Linked DNA regions of Sus scrofa: region 1 is linked to region 2. The links are chromatin contacts, called in public Hi-C maps. All regions are on one chromosome and are shown on one strand. Each heading gives the region's core, a stretch centred on a gene start, on an enhancer-like site or on the middle of the called end of the contact. The rest is flanking DNA. Distances are from core to core; before and after follow the strand shown.

Region 1 (6,180 bases), core at 693-3,192, 110 kb after region 2:
CCAACCTCAGCAGATCAGTCTTGGCATTCTCCCTGCACTGGGCCCTTGGAGAGTGGGGAGGGCATTCAGACTTGCCTTTGTGTCCATCTATCCTTGTAAAAGCCCACAGGTCTCGTGATTCTCGAACCCATTCACTCACTGGAAACACCTAGGGGTGGGTCTGAGGTGCTGAGTGAGCCCCAGGCCACACCCACGCAATGCTGATGAATTGGTGTCACTTGTGGTTCGGGTGGGGCCATGTTTAAAAAGCAAGGCAATCACTGCTTTAGAGGCAGAGCCTGCATCTAATTCCACCTCTGGAACTGCCGAGGGGGGACCCCTTCCAGGGCCCCAGAGTGGGGCTGGAGTCTAACCCCAGGAAATGAAACTGCCCAGAGGAGACACGTGTGACCTGACCAAGCCAAAGATCATACTGGAAAGGGGCACCTGGGTGGAGGGCAGCAGGTAAGGGAACCCAGGAGGACTGCTCTGCTCCATGGCTCACAGTCACCTGAGTGCAATTTTTGTGAGGATAAATGAGTTTATTCATGTAGGGAACTTAGTTCCAGGCACAGAGCAATATGCAGTAAATTTCAGCTGAAAATAGTTACTGTTGTTCTGGTAGATTCAAATGCCTCCTCTTTGGGTTTTGTCAGATGAGGGAGGTACTTTGCAGTAAATTCCTTCAGCTGACTGGTGTGTAGGTACCATCCATTCTCTTGGTACCTGTGAATCCGAGGGACATACTCACTGGAAAGTGCACCGTTGAGGAAACTCTTCTCTGCATTGTACCATCACCTTGCTGAGGGAGCTGGGAGAAACTTCAGTCAGTTCTCTGCCCTGGAACGTTTTCTCCCCTCAGGAGGACATACTTGCTTCTGATCTTAAGGACACTCGGAGGCATATCTAGCAGGGGTCTGCAGACTTCTTTGCTAAAGGACCAGTTACAAAAATATCTTTGGCTTTGCAAGCCACAGAGCCTCACTGCAGCTGCTGCTGGATCTGTAAACAAGGGGACGAGACAGTGTTCCAATAAAATTTTATTTGCAAACAAGGCTTCAACCCCTGATGTAGATGACCACGTTGTGTTGTTGCATTTCTTCCTGCAACGCTAACTACCAGAAAAGCGTGAGTTATGCTTCTAGCAAGCATGTGAGCATGCATTTTGTACACTGACATCACCCCTGCTTGCCAGTGTTCCTTTATGGACCTTCCATTTGTCTGGATTCTAGCTCCTGCTTGAATTTCTTTTGGCTCCCTCCACTACATGCCCATCTCTGGGTTGCATGAGATTTTTCTTTTTTTACAGGATGGAATGAGCAGTAAATATGTCAGTTATTTCTAATTAGAAACCAGGACTCTAGAAACCACTCTGTCTCAAAGTTCACCCTACATGGTTAAGTAGAAAGTGCCCATCACCCAGAACATGCTCCTTGAGACCCTGAGTCTGCCTGCAGGGCCACAGTAGCGCAGGCGCATGCTCCCCACCTGGGAGGCTGGGAGCACTGAGTCTGGGACTCAAGCAGCCACAAAGTTTCTTTCTTTCCTCCCTCATTGTTGTCGAGTTTCTTTTAAATGAAAACAGCCTCTTTGGTTTGCAAGCCTAAAGCTGGCAGGAAGACAAATGATTTTTTTTTTTTTTTTTTTTTTTTTTTTTACAGTATCAGACACGCGGTTTCCTGTCTCTGTTTAACTCGCTAGCAGAACATCTCAGCCAGCTGGTTCCCTCTGGACCTGTTGTGACCTTAATAACGTTGCTTCCCGCCATCCAGCAGGCGTACTCCCGGTGTGGATCACGTGCCTGGGGTGTTTTATGGACTCAGCTGGGTTTCTGAGATGGGGAGGGCTTGGATGTGCTGGCCTCTTTCTCTCAAATCTCATTTTGTGTGTTTTGCTCCAGCCTCCGGCAGCTGCCTTCGTAAGGGAAGCTCTGGGTTCTTGCGTGTAAGAAATCAGCAGAATGATGGTGCTGTTGGTGTGTGGCCTTTGAACTGTGCTCTCACAGCTCAAAATAGCTGGCTCACCACTTGTGCCTTTTTGTTTCTAAAGAAACATGCCAGATTTACTTTCTGGTCTCATTGCAAAAGAAAAAAAAAAAGTGTGGCAATACGGAGGAGAAAAGTTGTTAGAAGAGGAAGAAAATTGCGGATTAAAAGTCACCCATCTCATTCTGGGGAATAGAAATCAGTTATTTGAGGGGATGACTCAGGACTGAAGGAGCCTTGGGTGGAGAATGAGTTAGGTTAGAAGCATCCTCTGCATCTGGGAACTTGGCCCGTGTCTGGCCAAGGAAATAATAAAGATCATACATGCTGGAGGGCTCTGACTCAGCCGAGTGAAGCTTAGCATGCATTTCTAGTGTCTTCAGGCAAAGCAACTGGTTTTTGTGGATTTTTATTTTCCCTAAGCAACAAAGTAAACAAAGATGTTCTGAGGCCAGATGTGGTTGCCGGCTGTGAATATTTCTACCCTTGAACCTCACTCTGACGTGAATCGCAGTAGTGTGGGATCCATTAAGGACACAGTCTGTTTCGAATCCCATCCCCTGGATGTGAGTAGCCAATAAAACAGTTGGACCAGTGAGGCTGGCGTTGCTGCCAGGCTGTGGTCAGCCATCTCTCATCTCACAGCTGCCTCCTTGTGTTCTGTAAACAACACACAGATGGGTGACAGCAAAAAGGGTCCAGGAGACTGTTTGCTACTTGACAAGTACCTCAGTGTCCCACCAGTGGAAAAACACCTGGGAGCTAACTAACCTCTGGGAAACTGACCCTTGTTTCCGCCCGTCCTGAACTCCAAGGCTTGTATTTACCTCCAGTTGGACGTCTGGCTCACTTGCTTCTGGAAAACCTTTTCTGATCCTCAGATAACTCTTGCATGCAGCTAAAATAGCAATGTTTCCAGCAATAATTATGCCTTCAAAACTAATTTATTGAAGTATAGTTGATTTACATTCACAATGTGTTAGTTTCAGGTGTACAACACAGTGACTCAGAATATATATATATATATATAATATGAAATTATTTCTCATGTTCTTTTCCATTATGGTTTATCGCAGGATACTGAATAGAGTTCCCTGTGCTCTACAGTAGGACCTTGTTGTTTATGCATCCGATATATGCTAGTTTGCCTCTTCTAACCCTAAACTCCTAGTCCTTCCCTCTCCCACCCAGTCCTCTCCCTTGGCAACCACAAGTCTGTTCTCTATTTCTGTGAGTCTATTTCTGTTTTATAGATAAGTTTATCTGCCATATTTTAGATTTCACACATTATTAACTTTTAAAGAAATCAAATTTGCATCTCTATTTAAATATATATGTGTGTATCTATGTATATATGTGTGTGTGTGTATGTATATATGAAGCTCATACTGCTGTTTCCAGCATCGATGCTGGAAATGAATCCTAAAAGTAGTGATTAAAATTCCTTCCTTGCCTTCTCTTTTCCAGATCCCATCCTAGTCTCCTGTCGGGCTGCAATAGTTGTTCTCAATCTTGGCTACACATTGGAAACACCTGAGAAGGTTTAAAAATGACTCATTAGCTAGGTCTTAGTCCTGCAGTTTCAGATTTAATTGGTCTGGGGCCTGGTGTCCAGATTAAAAAAAAAAAAACAAAACCCTCATCAAGCTCTTCTAATATGCAGCCAGTGTTAGAAACCACTGGATTCAAGACAGTTTGTTCTGCCAAATCTTTTTCTATTTTTCATCGTGTTCCTCATATAGCCTGAAACAGGATGGCAACAATTAAAGAATAGCAACCACCACAGGAAGTAGCCAAATTCAGCTCTCCAGGTTAGAGGAGGAGAAAAACAAGCACACACACACCTGCATTTCCCCCCCCCCACTCTCTGGGGAATAATAGGATTCCTTAAGAGGCAAATCACTGTGCCTTCCACACTTTGCAGGCAGTGGCTTGAGAAGGAGGCCAGGGGTCTCCCTCACTAGGCATCTGAGGTCTTAGAGCTGGTGACGTTCTACATTCAGGACAGACGTGTTTGCCATCTGGCTGTGTGACTGGGAGATGGGATGACAGAATTTGGGTGCCAGAAAACCAACCAGAGTGTGTGTGGTTCAGGTGGAGCCAGAGAGAAGACAGGAGGTGTTTTGGTGACCTGACAGGTATTGATAACATGCATAATGGATGTGCTTTTTCTAAGTAGTCTAGTCCACCTTGGAGAAGATATTAGAATAACTTAAGTGTGCTCTCTCTGCCTTCAGGTTTCCTGAAACCATGAAGGGTCCCTAGACAGGGTGGAAGATGGGATCCAGACAGGCAGCCAGGAAAAGAATGAAAGAATCGGGGCAGCTGGGAGATCATAACAAGGCCCAGGCTCCGTTAGCGATCAGAAACCCAGAACATGGAGCAGGGAATGAAAGACTCCTGCTCCCGGGAGCACAGGTCAGGCCCAGGCTCTGCCCATGGAGAACAGACATTCCTTAGACAGGTCTTGTGTCCTGGGCAAAGCCTGGCACATTGTAGGCTCTCTCCTCATGTGGGAAGTACGGTCAGCACAGGGGAAGGAGTGTCTGACGGCAATGGGAGGGTTCAGGTCTAACTGCCTGAAGTGACAGCCAGCAAGCCAGGCCTCTCAGTTGACATGACTGATGGCAGCGGAGCAGCTTATCAGGAAGCCTGCTTGGCATCTGCTCATGTGATAAAGACCCAGGGGGTTCAGAGGTGAGCTAAGGTCATTCTGAAAGTGGGGGGACCTGATGGAGAGAATCACAAGGAAACATGGGAATGACCCCGAATCTGCTCTCATTGGGAAGAGTGCTGAGCCCCACTGGTCTACACTGATTACCTTCCAAGTGTCAGAGCTGGGTCTGGAGAAACATCACAGAGAAGCTGGCAAAGCCAGAACAATTTCAGAGAACAGATTACTTTATACTTAGAAAAGGGACCCGGCCTGTTATGGGTGCCTGCTCTGGGCTGGGAAGGCAGATTTTAGGGTCTGATAAATATGTCAGGCTTCAGAGTCTGATAAATAGGTCTTTCTCGGGGTGATGGAAGAAAACAGAGATATTCAACCTGAAAAAGAGATGATTTAGGGAAACGGCTTAAATGCCCACAGCAGTTTGAGAGCTCCCATCCCATGGAAGAGAATCTTCATGTGGTCTTTTGCTTTGGACTTACAGGAGGGCCATATTTGACTTCTTGTAATGAATATGTTTTATTTATTTATGTATGTATACAGTTTGGCCACACCCAGAGCATATGGAATTTCCCAGGCCAGGAATAGAACCATCCCACACGCCGCAGCAGTGGCAATGCCAGATCCTTAACCTGCTGAGCCACCGGGGAACTCCAGGAATATGTTTCAAAACATCCCAATGTTTAGACTTTATCCTAATAGGTCTGCAACTCTCTCTTTTGGGATTAGAGTATGGGGTGACTTAGAGAGGAGCAGAGTCCTTCTGTTAGGGCATTTCTGCCAGGAGTTCCCTGTGCCTCTCAGGAATATTCCAGAAGAGGTTGGCATACTGGGTTAGGCTACTCGTCAGGCCCTTTCATTGGGGGCAGGGGGGAACTAATGTAAAGGAGACTGGAATGGGATGTGAATAGCTTAGTTTTGAAGTAGGTGCATTTAGAATAAAATAATCAAATGGACTGGAAAGAAGAATCCTTCCATTATTTAGGGAAAAATAGTCTCAAAGGAAGTCTGTCTAGAATGTCACACAGTGCTGTCCATATGCTGGAAGTTAAATTAAGCCCTGCATGCCCAGTGAGCCACTGTCCTTCTGTTGTTGAATTAAAATGATTTTTTATTGTTTGCCTGAATTTAATTGTTTGCTTTTTCTAGAGATGATGGATGGGGAATTATATCTCATTCTGCACTCCTCCTGCAGTTAATTGGCTAGAATGTTCTCTTGGACCGTCTTCTCATTGGCTAGCACTGAATACGATTGTATGAGGGCTTTGCAAACAAGCCCACCACGAATTTTCACTGTAAGAGGGAAATGACTCTGGCAGAATCCTAAGGGACTTGGTCTATGTTTGCTGAAGCCATGCTTCTCAGACTTCCTTTGTAAATGAATCACCTAGAGAACTTGGCCAAATGCAGATTCTGATGCAGCTGTGTAAAAGAGGGCTGAGACTCTGCATGTCCAGTACGTTCCCAGGGGATGCTTGCTGATGTTGCTGATCTGGGGACACACTTGGCATAGCAGGTTGCCAAGAGATTCTTGTTGTGCCATGC
Region 2 (5,650 bases), core at 868-3,367:
TACATATGACCTCTGACCTTCTAGAAACAATAATTAAGACGATCATTTACCTATATTGTTTAGGACTTCAGTGGTAAACAAAATCTGAGATATTGGTATTCACACCTTGACAAGGTGTCTTTGCTCCTTTCCTCTTCCACATCCTGTATTTGCATTGGCTTGTGGACTTGCTATCCCTGCCAAATGTGTATCAACTGGGATTGGAAAAGTAACATATTTCAGCTGACATAAACAACATGACTCAGTAAACCAGTGCTAGACACTTATACATGCTGTCAAAATAGAAATGCTGCTCAGAACCCTGTAGTAGCTAGGCTCCACAAAGCCCTTGCATCAAAAGTGTCTGGAGAGGAGTTCCCGTCTTGGCACAGTGGTTAACGAATCCGACTAGGAACCATGAGGTTGTGGGTTCGATCCCTGCCCTTGCTCAGTGGGTTGACGATCCTGCGTTGCCATGAGCTGTGGTGTAGGTTGCAGACACAGCTCGGATCCCGCGTTGCTGTGGCTCTGGCGTAGGCCGGTGGCTACAGCTCCAATTGGACCCCTAGCCTGGGAACCTCCATATGCCATGGGAGCAGCGCAAGAAATGGCAAAAAGACCAAAAAAAATAAAAATAAATTAAAAATTAAAAAATGGTATTTCCTAGACTCTCTTCTCAGTTCCCCTAAATCTCTAAATGTCTTTTATAGACCACAGTACCTTAATTTCTACAAGCTCCCAGAAAGATACTTATAGGCACTAAGTTTGAAACCCAGTGCCTGAAGAGTTCCATAGAGGGCCCACAGAATGGTCGTAGATTTTGTTTTAAATTTGGGGATTCTGAAACAGACTGTACTTGAAAACTCTCTTTTATAGAGACAAGAACTCAAAAGCTTAGAACCCTCTACACCAGTCTGTGATAGGCTGAATTACTGACCCCAGTTCTCTCCCTGTACCACACCTTTGCCATGCCCTCTTCATGGATGGAGTGTATTTCCACACTTCTTGACTCTAGGATGTGACTTGCTTTAGTCAACGCCAGGTGGGTCACAATTGACCTGTTAACCTTCAGTGTAAAGTCTTAGCATGGTGATAGCTAAACAATTCAGGGCTTAATTCTCTAACATTATGGATAAGAATCTAAGAAGCAAAGTAACTTTCCTAACGAGACTTAATCTGAAGGAATAACTCAAGATAATAAGAATTTCATGGCAAGCCAGAAGATGAACACATTGAAAATGATGTTTTCAGCATTCTTCCTTCCAATCACAGAACACAGACCAGCATCCTCCGGTGAGTGTACATGTGGGTAATAGCACTGGTCCCTCCAGAAAACTTCACCATGTCACACTTAGCCAAGGAAAGAGCTGAAGTTCAATGGGACCACTTTATACTCTGCCAGGTAGGGACTCAGTGTTCTTGCAGCTCCTCTGCTCACCTCAGTTACTAACAATCATGAACTGCCTGTGGGAGTCAAAGCAAATGCCACTAAGTGCTACTGTCCTGAGCATGGTTTTTTGTTTTGTTTTGTTTTTGTTTTGCCAACCATTGAGCATTATACATCCCCATGTCTTTATTTTCTACACCAAGAAATCATCTTGCCTATTGGGCAATTGACTGTAGTAGTTATTTTACAGGCCGAGAGGAACTATTTGTTGGATTAGAGTCCAATAAAGACTCAGACTTGGAATTTAATTTCTCACTAAGATGTAAAAATGTATCCACACTGGGTGATTGACAATGTGTGAGAGAAGATACTACAAAAGGAATCTCCATACTCATGATAAACTGAAGGTCATCATTTTCATGCTTGTATGTGTCACAGAGCCCGGTGCTTTCAAAATACCACTGTGCTTCCTGGAAACTCTCTGTTGCCAGATATCCTGAATTCAGCCCAAGCATTCTCCCCATTCACAGCCATATGGTGGGTTCAGGACTGGAGGGAGATTAGCACTGCACTGTCCTTGCAGAAGGCCCAGACTATGCAATATTTAAATTAAAAAAAATAAAAAGATACACATCATTCTAGGCACATTCCATGCATCATCTCCATGACCCAGTTCCTGTTATCCATCAAACAGGTTTTAAAATAGTCCACGTTTTTCAGTCCTGCAAAGTCAACAGTACTGGAAAGTTGGCAGGTACAATTGTTTAAACAAAGCTCCCAAGTTTTCTGCTGGCAGGTGTTTCCAGAGTTCTTGGAGCACAATCCTTTGGATAGGATGGTTGCCAATATACATAGCAACAGGAAAAAAAAAAAAAAAAAGTGTTTTCCTTTGCCACAGTGGAGACACCAAAATGCCTTAGATGCAAACCTGAATATTCAGTTCAGGGGCTTATTTTGGCTCTAGGTCAAGGGATAAACAATAATAAAATCCAACAACTCTCAGTCCAGATCTGATGGGTTTCAGAGGCAAATGGGGCCATTTCTCAAATGGCAGTGTGCACCCCCCAGCCAGCTCTGCACAATCTGACCCTATGAGTTTGGGTCTCCCTTCTTTATCAATTCCCCCAGACTCCTAAATGTGCCATCCTCAAGCTTCCCAGCTAATTCTGCTTGAAATTGAGGCTGAGGATGGGGGGCTTGAAATTTAATATGATGAAGGCAGAACAGCTAAGACTTTATTCTTCTTCCTCCATCAGCCTTTAGGCACTGATTTCAGTTATTCTTAAATCCAGCTTTCCAAAATTGAAACCTGGGACTGCATTAAAAGCACATGACTAGTTTTATAATTTGTTCCTTGGCAGTTGGACTAATTCATATTTGCTGCCATTAGAGTCATTCCTTTAGTCATTCAGTTAAACTTGACCTTGGTGCTGGAACCCCACAAGGGAGAAATAAACCCTTGTCTCTCACCCTGAAGTGAATGAAAATAAATAGAAGATTTTTTTAAACACAAAACTAAACTCTGAGGAGGGGAAATATAAGCATGGTGGGGAAAGATTTGGGGGACAAGTTTTTAAAACTCAAAGGAAGTCAAAATATAACTGGCTTAGAGGGTACTTAATGGTCATTAAATTGTAACCCAATGAAAATTAAGCTCTTCAAATTCTGTTGACAAAAATTTAGAATATCAGGCACTACCATGTTAAGTCATTTCTTCTTTACTTATTTGCTAGTGGCAAATGCATAAAGTCTGTTATTTCATGCTTTTGTTAATTGGCTTTATCTTTGGGTTCACATTATGACTCTGTGTTTTCCATTTGTTCCATCTCCCCCTTATCATCTTCTCATTTAGTATCTTTGGAAGCTTCCCTACAAATTTCAAAATGAAGATATAATTTATGGGTGTTCTGGCTTTAGAAAGGGCCCTTTTTATATAGAGTCATGAATATAACCAAGGATTTTGTCCCATAAAATCCATCAATTTTGGGAAAAAGAACTGGCATTTAATTGTCAGGGATAAAAATCCACTTTTTTCATCATGTTAATTATTGCCACAAAAAGAAACTACATTGATCAGTTTCTCAGTTTTTCACCTGAGGAAGATGTCTGAAGGAATGAGTAGTTAAAATATATACACTTTGATCAGACAAACCTGAGTTCAAATTCCTGCATTGCTACCTATTTGTAGGGTGTTAAAAATGAGGCTCTTAATTCAGTAATGGTGGAATCCTGACACTGTCTCTTCCTAGCTCTGAGACTTGGATCAGCTTATTAATTCTCTGGGCTTTGTCTTAGTGGCGAATGGGCAACATAAGTGGATATGTTTGGGAAAATTAAGTAAGGCAATATATAGCAAGTGCAAAGCCCATAAAAGCAACGCATGAGGAAAACAGGGATAAATTTTAAGAAAAGTGTATCTGGCTACAACCCTGACACCACCATACTTTTTAACTTTCATTGTACTTTATCTCATGAGTAATCAATATTTACTGTAAAAAAAACAAAAACAAAAACAAAACAAAACAAAAAAACCTGGAAAATATAGACTTTTTTTTTTTCAAAATGAGAACTGTTTCATCACTTATAGAATTATCTTCCAGAAATAATTTCTATGGAGAGTCTATGGATTAAATTCTGTGAATTGAATCCTTTCAGACTTGATCTCGAAACATCTAGGTGACATAATGTAGTCCCTGAAGGCTTCCCTTCCACCTAGGAGAGGGTGGGCCGGCTCCCTCATGGAAGAGTAGAGAAGGCCATGGGAAAATTGATTTTTACAAGATAAATCAGGAGAAAGGATCCTGAGAAGATTTGGGAGGAAATGAACTTTTTTGTTTGTTTGTTTTCACAAATGAGGAACTGTTGTGAATTCCAGGCAGGGTATTGTTTTCTGCCAGCTCTTTTTTTTGGAAGAGGCCACAGTACTAAGATGGAGTTCCTCCCAGGAAGATAACAGGCCCTGGAGGATCTCTGCTGGGTGAGTTTCAGTAAATATGATGACTCAATATTGTTTTTACTGTTAACTCCCAATGACTGAATTGGGAAGGATTGTTAAAGTATTAACTTTTTTAATAAGTTGCCTTACTTTCCCCTTGATTAGCGGAAATTTTGTGAAATATTTTTGGCTATTCTCTGTGGTCTTTAGTATCCAAAGATCTGAACAAATATTTTTGAAACATTTCTCATAAAACCTATCTGTTAACAATATTGTGTGTAATATTTATATACTGCTACCTTATTCACTGTATTTGGAATATTAATAGCATAGCTACCATCTTTGGGGTGCTCAGTTTGTGCATGAATTTTTCCAAATCCCATTTTTAAATTAAAAAAAAAAAAAAACCTGAAGCTTAGTGCAGTTAAGTAAATTGGTCAAGGTCACAGAGTTAGTGAGTAGTGGGAACAGAACTTAAGCATAGGTTTCCTGGAATCCAAAAATGGTATTCTATTCATGACAACATGTTATAGCTTATTTTGTATGTACACACATGAGCACAGACACACTCCAGACCACTCACCAGAACACAATCAAGCAACTGCTGATAAAGAAAAACGTACATAATTAGAGAAATGTTTGAATGTAGGAATGGGCTTTGCAAGGGTCCACTAGGGACAGAACACTATGGCCCTGGAATTATACTTCCATTGGGAACTTCTCCATATCTATGTAGCAAAGTTACTAATTTTAATAAGTTAATAAAATTTATTCATGGTCAAGAGTCTACACATACACACAAGTATTATATTTGCATAACCCAGAAATAGAAAGGAAAAACACCTGTGAGTATTTCACAAGTTCTGAGATGACTCCTGAAAAACCTACAGCCTCCATATTTTGGTGAAGATGATCCCAGCTAAAAACTCCAGCAATTGAAAACGTGAGTTCAAGGTCTAGATGGAAATGGAGGGAGGATGGGGTTGAAGCCAAACCCTTCCTTTTCTTCCAATTCCTTAAGGATGTAATGAACATCAAAAACAGACTTATAGAACCATAGGAAGTTTATTTCTTTTTGCCCTTATGTCCTCTCTCTGTTGAACTTCTACTAGCTTGGAATCAGGGAAGAATCTTGATTAATGAATGGAGATAAAGGCAGAAAGAGAGCTAATGTATGTTAAGCATCCACTAAAGGCCAGGCATTCACCCAGGTGGTCTCTATATCAAGTCCCTTCTCCACACCCCTGAAAAGTAGATATTACTATCACATCTTCCAGTTAAAGAAACTGAAGATCAGATAAGATAAAAAAAAAAAAAAAACTTCACTAATTTAACCCATGTATTAAATA

The links. A called contact is a pair of places that touch in the nucleus more often than the background predicts.
Region 1: a Hi-C map of skeletal muscle shows a contact between it and region 2, with 9 times the contacts expected there. The contact joins two enhancer-like sites. A contact is called at or near these places in 6 of 47 Hi-C or Micro-C datasets (embryonic fibroblasts, liver, retroperitoneal adipose tissue and 1 more) and 1 of 2 datasets of contacts at active chromatin or transcription factors (skeletal muscle).

What each region holds. Positions count from the first base shown.
Region 1 is chr13:16,832,554-16,838,733 of Sscrofa11.1, forward strand. All of the region lies in intron 3 of TGFBR2 (TGF-beta receptor type-2), which reads left to right. Among named protein-coding and RNA genes, the nearest start is that of TGFBR2, 51 kb to the left of the region's middle. Within about 2 kb of position 1,943, at least 53 of the 83 cell types and tissues checked have an H3K27ac peak or open chromatin away from gene starts, as enhancers often do. A contact at or near this core is called in retroperitoneal adipose tissue and skeletal muscle, where this site is marked.
Region 2 is chr13:16,719,649-16,725,298 of Sscrofa11.1, forward strand. No RefSeq gene overlaps it. Among named protein-coding and RNA genes, the nearest start is that of TGFBR2, 62 kb to the right of the region's middle. Within about 2 kb of position 2,118, at least 18 of the 83 cell types and tissues checked have an H3K27ac peak or open chromatin away from gene starts, as enhancers often do. A contact at or near this core is called in retroperitoneal adipose tissue and skeletal muscle, where this site is marked.